Regions from separate parts of the Acanthopagrus latus genome. Here region 2 is linked to region 1. A link is a contact called in public Hi-C data. All regions are on one chromosome and are shown on one strand. Each heading gives the region's core, a stretch centred on a gene start, on an enhancer-like site or on the middle of the called end of the contact. The rest is flanking DNA. Distances are from core to core; before and after follow the strand shown.

Evidence for each region. A called contact is a pair of places that touch in the nucleus more often than the background predicts.
Region 2: a Hi-C map of muscle shows a contact between it and region 1, with 3 times the contacts expected there. The contact joins the promoter of scai here to the promoter of mapkap1 in region 1. A contact is called at or near these places in 2 of 4 Hi-C or Micro-C datasets (both in muscle).

What each region holds. Positions count from the first base shown.
Region 1 is chr12:2,816,055-2,821,334 of fAcaLat1.1, reverse strand. It overlaps mapkap1 (target of rapamycin complex 2 subunit MAPKAP1), which reads left to right and starts at 3,317. Exons shown (of 12, transcript XM_037117633.1): 1 at 3,317-3,512. It overlaps mvb12ba (multivesicular body subunit 12Ba), which reads right to left and starts at 1,635. Exons shown (of 10, transcript XM_037117709.1): 1 at 1,264-1,635.
Region 2 is chr12:3,217,803-3,223,082 of fAcaLat1.1, reverse strand. scai (protein SCAI) reads right to left here and starts at 2,333. Exons shown (of 18, transcript XR_005078017.1): 1 at 2,032-2,333; 2 at 568-692. It overlaps LOC119030252 (serine/threonine-protein phosphatase 6 catalytic subunit-like), which reads right to left. Exons shown (of 7, transcript XM_037117684.1): 7 at 4,948-5,280.

The sequences.
Region 1 (5,280 bases), core at 2,068-4,567:
CTATGCCTCATGTTTAAAATTGAAGCTTCACCATTGAACACCAGATATCTGGTTACAAATAACAGATCGTTATTAGTAATGAGACATTTCTTTAAATAATCTCGTCAATAAAAATGTCAAAAGAGAGAAATTCTCATCAGGATCTGCACATTAAAATTCATGCTCTTAAACCTCTCATGTTGTAAATACACTCAAAGGTTTTTATTGCATAATGATATGAACACATGACATTACAAGCTGCTTTGAAATACTGTGAACATGTTTGGTCGGATCTGTGTGTTCATAATATGTACATAACATATAATCAGATTATCTTTACTTGCATTTGGCAGAGGGTGCACCAGGCAGTGAGACTCAGCTTGTCAGCTAACCTTAAAGCAAATCATTTGTTGTCATCTACCACGTAAGAGAGTGCTTGTTTATAGTGAACGCAGGGCATGTGTGAGACTTGGCTAGAGCTTTACTTGACAATGCTACTTTTATAAGTGGTTTAAGCCACTATTATACTGCTACTACAAAAGAGTTAAGAACAGCATGAAATGTTTGTAAAGCAATCTATTGAATAAAAGCATTGATCGAGTTAACTAGATAGATAACGAATTCACCACAACACCCTCATCATTTACATAAATATAACTTAATTTTGTATCAAGTCAGCATCTCAGTTTAAAAGAAAGACATCTATAATTGCAACCACAGATCCACTGGGTTTCGCATGTCCTTATTACGGGTCAAGGTAAGTTAACCACTGCTCTGTGGTTTAACACAGATTGCAATGCGAGTAGCTGCATAATTAGTTGGCCAAGCGTCTACTCGCATTGCTATTTCTGTAACGTTAAATATCCCTGCCCACATCACAGTAAAACGATTACCAGCATGTGTTTGTCACCCCAGTTCCCTAAATGCAGACCGAGGTTCGTCAGCTGTAACACCAGCTGAATGATAACATAGCAGCGATAGCTTCTAGCTATGAGACACAGCTAACAAGCTAGCCAGCTAGCACGCTCGAAGTAACAAGACACCAGCTGCGACAAACGTTGTCAGAGGCTGTCAGACTTTGATGTTGGCTAGGGCGTTCCTGTTAACACAGGAGAGTACGTTATCTGCCAGGCGACTTAAGAAGTCACAATACAAGTCACTGTACTATCTGTCATTTTAAGACAAAGCGGCTATAGACGCAATAGAGGCGCTTGGGCACACCGAGTATGCAGCAGCGCTAGCTGCTAATGTTAGCTAACTAGCTGAGTAGCATAGTCGACTTACCTAGCGAGGTTAACAGTTGGATCCGATCGGTCGTCGTTTATTTTCCTCTCAGATGTCCTCTCTCAAAGCTTTTCACAGTTTTGGGGACACGCGCATCTTCACGAAATTGCTAGGAACACCGAACGAATCCAAAACACAAGCTGCTTTGTATATATTTGCATGGTGTCTCTGCAGCTAGCGGTTAGGAGGGTGCTATTAGTGGAGCTGTTGGAGGGTACTGGGGATGGGGGAGTGAACAGTCAACCAAGTGGAGGAGCCTTCGCCCCACTCCCTCCCCGGAGCCAACATTTACTACTGATGCAGTGTTGTGTTTGTTTGAACGCTGCCACTTCTTGCCAATTCTTGATAGAAACCTGTCAGTGGAGGACCAATTATAATCTGTTACAGAGATGAAAATAGATGAACGTGAGACTGCAGGAGCTTACCGATAGGATAGCCTGTAAAACATTCATGAATTGCCCATTTTCTTATGAATACTGTATGCACCGCTAAATGACATTATAAAGTAAACTGCTAGAGCTTTTGAGATAAAACCTGCATTATTACCCGGTTTCTAGGTCCCATCTTGTACGGGGGTGTTTAAATCGAGTGATGTCCCCCCCTATTGTGTGTACTATTACTGTATTTTTATTGTTTATTTTGTTAAATGTAGGCTAAGGCTGTATAGCGTTCCCTGAGATAGGTCGACTGATTGTTGTGTGAAAAATTAGTGGAATTCCAATCTGAACATGGTTCCTTATGGGCTAGGCTGACCAGAGGGGGAGGATATTAATTGGTCCTTATTAGAGGGTCCTGTCTCAGATTGAACACCCTAGAGATGTAAGATAGTCAAGCGTGATTCTGTGAAAGAAAGTTCTTACCATATGTTGAAATTCTTTTGTTGATCAGTGATTTTTATTGAATCAGGTAACAGAATACAGGCTCTAATGTAATGGTTGTGAATGATCTCTTTCACTCCACAGTTCTGCTCTCTGGTCACAGGAGGGCAGCACTGACTACTAATAATTAGCCCTGATGATCATTAATTATTATTGATAGCGAAAAACTCCCTGTTAATGTTGCATGAAGCAACACAGTGGACTGTGTAAACAATTCCTTCTTACCAAAGAGAAGAGCATAACTAAGAAAACACTGGTGAATCCCAGAAATCAATGGGTACAGACAAAATAAAATAAAATCATGCATGCAAACGTTAATAAGAAAAAATGTGTTCATATATCACTTCTTGCATGAGAACCAATGTTGATAACTGAGGCTCCCAGGAGTTTTCAACTAACATCATTTGATGTTTCAATGGTTTGTAAAACATCAAATTATTATTATTATTATTATTATTATTATAAATAGTCATAGTTAACTAAACTGTAGATAATTTTGATTTTACTGTTAACAACCAATGAAATTCTTTTTAAGCGATTTATTAACAGCTGTTCCTAGGAAAGTTGCAATTCATATTCATAATACTGTGTAGTTCATTTATAAACCTTATTTGGATGGCCATTTTGGAGTTACAGTTTCTAACATTTATAATTGCTGAATAAATATTTTGAGAACTATTTCATTCTTATGTTTAGCAAATGAACAAGTTTAATGAATTTAAGTCTAAATTTGCCATATTTTTTAATTATCTCCTTTATTTTCTATCAGAATTTGATTCAAATGTTCTTGTATTTGCAGGCACTGATATTATTCAGAAAATGCAGAGAAATGCACAGATTTATACTATAATCTTTAAAAATGTCTTGATGGATGGGTGGGGGTTGACCTCAGTATTTCTATAATCCTGGCTACAGCCCTGCTTGTATGTACAATTATAAAAATAGTTTGCTGGTCATCTGGTGTTGGTTTGCTAACAGTATGCATTTACAGTGCTTTATGAACTTCACTGCACTAATGATATGAGAAGCCAATTGGTCAGTACACGTCATCAGCTCATGTTCCTCTGATTAATACAGACTTTTTATTATTATTATTATTATTATTATTTTTTATTTTTTTTTATGGAGAACAGACATCGACATGAAATGTTGCAAATAACGACTTTTATTCTGAAGAAATGGAACCGGAAGTGAAACTGGGCTGCTTCAACTAGACTGAGCACAGTAGACTGTATTGACTTACAGTTATGTTGTGATTTTGTCATAGTGCGTTATTGTCACGAAAATAGTAACTGTCGCCACTGGGAGTAGGTGTGGATAAGATGGGACAATGAGGACATTTAATTTTCTCATCGAATGTGACTTCTAAAGGTGGGACGCCGTTATGAACTGACAACTATGGGAAGCTAACCAGAGCCAGCTAACGTTACCCTATGAAAGCGTTAGGGATGTTAGCCGTACAGGCTTGCGAACTAAGTTGATATAAGCTATGCCACTTGCGCGGACATTCGTGGCGAAATGCATTTACAGTCTGAATGCCAGCTTCATACCTTGTTGTTAGTTTTAGGTGAGGTGAGGTGAACGCTGGTTTAGCTAGTAGTGGATTTTTTAAGTTAGCAAGTTATCGAAGTTTAGGATGGCGAGCTACGGGAACACAATAGCTACATCAGCTAGCTAACGTCAAAGCTACTGGGAGTCATCCCTATTTACACAGGCTGGTCGGTGTGGGTATTTAAGAATATTACCACGTAAAGAAGTACCACTTCTTGTGTAAGATAAGGTAATCATGGAACTGTCCACATATAATGGTTCGTTTCAAGTGAAGCAAACTTGACTACCTGGTGTTAGTACAGCTCAGCATTAGCTGCAGTTAGCATCAGTCGGAGAAGCACTTTGCAGGAACCGACTCTTAACAAATCTACGAAAACTCCCCCACACAGTGGGACATACTAGATATGATTCTAAAGATGTGTTACTGTGTATCTCGTGTTTGTTTGCTAACGTTAGATGAAGTCCTAGCGCAACTGCGTCTCAAAGCATGCCACTTTTATCATGCTAACTCAGGTATCTCAGTCATGCTAATATGCAGCCGTTGGATGGGATTGTTTTGCCCTTGCTAATAGATCTCATCTTCGTGTTGAAATTAACAACAGCGTTGTGTTCACAGTGTAAATACTAAGGCCAGTCAAACCAGTGTTTTGTAAAAGGCAATCTGTTTACGGGTCAATACAAGTGTCAAAAGAACATCCTAGTGGGGAGTCAGTGATAAAACGTGAGTGTTTTACCGAAAAATCACATCAGTTTTGACTATTAGGTGGCGCCTGGCTAGTGATGCTATCCACTAGTATAAAAACACTCCTAGAGCACCACTACTGCTAATAACAACAATGATAATACTATTAATAGTAGTAACAATGTATCAAACACTATATCTAAAATATGTTGTAACATGTTGAATGGCAGATGACTTATGAAGTGTCTGGATTTACTCACTGATATTCATAAAGAGCTGTGTGGGCTGTGTTACCCACATTTGGCAAATTGAAAATCTATGAAGCCTACAGAGAGTAAGAAACTTTTGCCAACTCAAATACATGTTGTTATTAAAGCGAAAAGGGGACATGTCAAATACTTAGATATTATGAAATTCATGGATGTTTTTTCAAAGATTAAATCTTCTACCTAACTGTTAAGCTGTTGTCATTTGTAATGGGGTAAAAAAAGGGTTTTACAATCAAATCAAATGCAAAATTGAAGTCTTGAAGTATCTTAGCTAGTTTTCTGAGAACTTTGGAGCCTACTGCTTTATGCTTTTGATATATGAATATGCCACTGACCACCGAATTAAATGTATTCCTTGGCTTGATTTTTGACAGAAATTATGCAGTGATCAAGTTTTTAGTGTACCCTAGGTGCTGCTCGACTAGAGACCGGGCAGCATCCTATTTTTAACATATGAGGACAACAGTGCACATTTTTCAGGGCATTTCATAGTACTGCACTTGAAGCTACAGAATTGGTCCTTCCTTAGACGTCAGATCAAAGTGATGGTTGCATGAAAAGGTCCCTACTACACTTTTCTAACATGCCAAACTGAAGTTATGCCCCATCATGAGTAACTAGGCTTTAAACCATTTAA
Region 2 (5,280 bases), core at 1,084-3,583, 400 kb before region 1:
AGTTCCCAGAACTTACCTATGGAGCACCACAGTTGTCACAGAAATAGTAACAAATGATTTCATGAATTATTAACTAATAATGCAATAAAATATACAAATTTGCAAATGTATTTATCTTTATCTACACCTATATCCATAAATAGACTAAATTACAGATAAATCTATTATTTGAAAACATATACAACACTTAAATAACAAAGTAGTACTAAATAGGAACTTTTAAATTCGATACATAGTAAGCATAAGAGTAGAATATATTAAGTTCAGCTAGTCTGTCACTTCCCTCTAAACTCTTGGTCTCATACACACCCAACCAGCACCCTTCCACACCCTTACATAACAAGCACACTCCTTCCTGCATTGGCACTGAGTGTTGGCACTGGACGTGCACCTTGCACTGCCCGATCATCCAACATAAACATACTTCCTAGGGATGCTTGGCTGGATTCTTTTACATATCACTCCTGCACACTGCATGTACTTCCTACAACTCACTGCTGGAAGTAAATGCTTGATCACAAAATGCAGCCACGCAGACAGGAGACAACAGGGTAAGTAAAAACTGACCTTAGCCCATTGAAGAGTTGTTTGGACTTGTCCAGGAGATAGCAGAAATCTGTGACAGTCTTCCTCTCGCCTAATGGAATATCATCCTCAGTCTCAGCGCCAGTCATGACCCTGACTTTTCACACCTTATTACAAACAAAAAGAAATAATGTATGTAGCCTGCAAACATGCATAGCATTAAAATCAATTATTGGTTCATTGAAAAATACTGAATCCAGTGGCAACCAGACCAAAGGCTAATTGTATCAATGTTAATTTATGATTTTTTTAATACATCAAACAATACATACATTTCAACCAGTAATATAGAAATCTAACATGTTGATATCCTTACTGCAACTAAATAGAGTTACTATTTGCCAATATTGGAGCGTCTTATAGTTGCCCTACTTAAATATTAATAGAAATAAGAAACTATGGAGGAAATGTGTCACATGGCCACCTTATTTAGGATGACCTGGGCTGTCCCAGATTTCATTCTCACAGTAGCTGCAACCTCCAGTTTGCTAAGATGATGTGCAATCAGGTCAAGGCAGCACACAGTCTGGTCGCAATGTTCAGCTAACGCTGCGCCCTATTAAAAACATTTACAGCCAATGTAAAGTTTATTCTGCCATGAAATGACTGACTATAGGTCCACTGCCAGCCCTCGGAGATGTGTCTGTATGATGGAGGGTGGCTGTCAGTGTCGCCAGAGAAAGTGTGCCGGATATAACCTTAGCTGCTGTACCAGGAATGCACAATTTGAGGAAAAAAAACAAAAAACAAAAAACCCTTCAGCTTGCTCATCTTCGATATCGTTAAGAAGCGCCTAGACACCTTATCTGGCTTATAGTATCTTTCATTAACAAACAGGTTCAAATCTTCAGACACTCTCTTTGCGAGATTCGAATCTTAAGACGCCCGACAGATCTCATTCAGCTTTTTACAGACTGGGCTCTTTGACGTGAACATGACAGGAGGCTCGCGGGCGCAGTGATTGGATGGAAAAACTATAATGAGTCCTTCGCTACAAGACAAAATACATAAAAAGACGTCTAAGTCAAAAAGGTTTAGAGAGAGGCGTGTCAGTACATTGCTCAGGGGTATCCGGTGTGTTTTCAACCCATTACTAGCTTTGTTCAATATATGCAATTCTCTCCTATGCTACAATGTTGAGTGAAGAGCCCAGTCAACATTAATGTGCCTTACTGTTAGCTACTGATGAAACCAAGCTTAATTGGGCGTTAAGCTAGAACACTGCTATGGCTCACCAGTGTGTAACGCGAACAGCTTTCTGTCATCGCCAGCATCGACAAATGAAGTCAGGACACCTCTCCATTAACGTCACAGCAAAAATAACGTCTGGTTAATAATGTCTGGATAACACAGATAGCCAATGGAAGCGAATATGTGCAAGTTGATAAAGACAGGTTACACAGCCCGCCTGTACCGGCTGCTTGTGTAATACACATTCATTCTTACCTCGCCAGCCGGCTAACGTAATGAACAGGAGGACCACCGTGATGCTTTCAAAAATCACAGCAAAAGCCACGACGAGCTCTGTCGGTGAAGCGCGACTTTGTTGGCATCTCACTGTGTGTAACTGAGCCTGGACCGCTATGTACCGAGCCGTATCCCCCCCGACAGTGTGAGCGGGACTGCCGTCCGTTGACGCTGAGATGCTACTCTGTATGAAAGGTTGTTGTCCTGTGACAGGCAGGCAGGAGGAGGAGGCGGTAGGGTGAGGACAGGACCGCGACACTCCAATACACTCCGACTGGCTAGCTGCTTCCGGGTCAACCTTGTCAAACTAAAAGCACTGACAACGCAAAAATACGTAACAATGTGTTACAATATGGGAAGTATATGACAAAAATGAATTTTAATTACTCCAGTCCGACTACTGGGAGATAAATAATCCGACAATAATATTTGTATTCATCAAAACAAAATTGGATTCACATGCGTGAGCAATTCATTAATCTTAATATGCATTCATACATTTAAGCCAAATTTTTATTACCAGAGATTTTTATTTTTGTTTTTGTTTTTATAAGCTTCAAAGTTTGTATAATCAGTTATTATCACCACCAAGGATTAACCTGCCAACCTAAGTTTGTGGTGATGAGCTATTGCTTTTTCTTAGTAGTTCATCTGATTTTAACTCGAACTCTACCCAGCAATATTTAAGGGGTACAGTCAATACTTGCGCCACAAATTGCTAAAAAGAGAAGGTACAGTGCAACCAGTAGGAACCGGTGGGCTCCCCAGGGTCAGGGTCACACACTGGGCCCAGGTTCAGACAATAAAATGTTAAATATCAGTGAAATGTACAAAATATAGTGTTCAAGGTGTAAAGGCAAAAAACAGTATCAACAGAATAGTACAATACAATAAAAATAACAATAAAAGTAAGTTACGTAAAAGAGTTGATTTAAAATAAACTCAAATGGAAAAAAGTAGGATGAAACTGAAAATTAAACTGGCATTGATATTGAAGGTAGTAAAATAAAAACGCAAAAGTAACTGCATCTGATAACCAATTGTATATTGTATATGATAGTAATAATAATGAAAAGTAGCATTACACATGTTGAAAAAAGTGACAAGACCTCCTGAGGTGTTCTGTGGTGCTCCTTGGTGGTCTCGGCCCCTGAAGTGAGAGTCAGGTCCTCTGATATGTCTACAGGGTGGAATGCAGCGGCTGAGAGGCATTGTTCATAACACTGAGTCATTTTCTCTGCATCCTCCTTGCTGACACCTCCAGCAAATAAACCAGTTTCACTCCCAGGAGAGAATCAGCTTTTCTGATAAGTTTACTGAGGCTGCCTTCCCCTCTCTGTCCCAGGACACTACAGTGTAATAGATGACCCTGACCATCACCAGGTAATAAACAGTCTCCTGAGCAAATACAGGTGGCTCTGACCTTTCTTGTGGAGATGAGGTGTGGGAGAGTACTATGTAAAAATGGTAGTTTAACGCCCCTTGTGGCTCCAGTGGAAGCTACATGTAATCTGATAATCTGCCTCCAGTGATCTCACTCAGTGGTTAACTTATACTTTGCGTAAAGTAGATGCCCAGTTTTGAGAAAGGAAAAATAATGTCCGGGATAAAAAGCTGATCGATTGTCATCATTTGTTTTTAAACAAATTATGAGTCCAGCAGTGTTACAGGAGTGCAACATTGCAGCAAAAAGCATCCTCTGCAGCCCAAAAGAGCTGCAAACAAGGTCAACAATGATTCTGATATGAAGTTTTGATACATGGATGTTTGATATTTGCTTAAATAAATGATTTGATAAAAATCACAATAAATCTAAAAATCTATAAAAAATGATAACAGCAGTTATGTGAAAGGTGAGCTGATCAGTTCTGCCAGCTGCTAATGTGCAAGAGCAGTTCTACAATGTTTAAGTTACGTTTTTTGGTGAGCGTTCAATGAGACATCATCCCCAATGTTGCTGTGTAGTCTTGATAATGACATATTTTCACAGTCTGATACGTCACACGTTTGAGGACAAACTGAGATTGTTGACATGGAAAATGATCTTTTAATTTTTATCTAGATAGATTTAAAATCTGTAACAATGCTAGACCAATGGACTGATTTTCAAAACCTGGCACCTGCATTACCCGCAATGCAGCTAGCCACAGAGTGACATCACTGGAGGCAATTTGATATTACATCCAGCTTCCTCTGGAGCCACAAATAGCTTAATACTATTTATACAGATATATAGTGGTACTCCCCAACACCTGAAAATACACTTTTAATGTGTAAACTTGGTTGAATTACCCTTTAAGTGCTTGACATATTTCTCAATGTATTTATCCAGTCATGTGGTTCTATCAAAATATCATGTTTTATGTAAAATCTTTATCTGAAAAATCGACAAGATTGTAAAAAAAAAAAAAGAAGAAGAAGAAGAAGAATTCCCTCTGAAAAGGAGAAGGGTAGAAATATCAAGTACCTCAAAATTGTTCAGTACTTGAGTAAACATTACTTTCCACCACTGGATTGAACTGGTGTCAATTGGGGTTGAGAACACATGCTAGAAATATTTTTGAATTATTTGACATTGGATACATGGAACACATTCGATTGTTTAGACTACACCGTGCAGATGCTTTAAACCTACTGGGTTCAGATGGGAACAGTGAAGCCCGTTCCCTCATGATGATAGTCCTCATCTTATCATGTTTTCCCCTTTTCTGTCATCTGAAGCATTCTTGCACATCAGCTTGTTTTCATTTGGTCCAGTTAAAAATCATGAACCATGCAGGTTGGGTCCTGTTCACTGTAGCCACATCAGTGTTCTCTTTGTCTTTGCTGACGTTTTTTCAATGTTATTATTACATTATAACAGTATGTTTTTGGCGAAAGTGACCACTCTTCAGAAGACTTTAATGAATCATGTTTTATTGAAATTACAAAACAGGGGAACGTCAAATAAAACCATTCGCTGCTACAAAAACAACTATGGAGCTGAGCTATTCAGGAAAATGCACTTGGACTGGAACATTGAGATTCAAATTTAAATGATATTGCTTATAAAAGCCACTGTTGCAGCAACAATTCTTCACACTACCAAAGTAGTCACATACACATAGTGATGAGAAAATGCAAAAGTAATTGCCATTTCAAGACAGACACTTGTGGATATTTGTCATAAGAATACATACTGTCTGTAGAACAGGACACTTTAAAAACAATAAATTAAGAAGAAAGTCT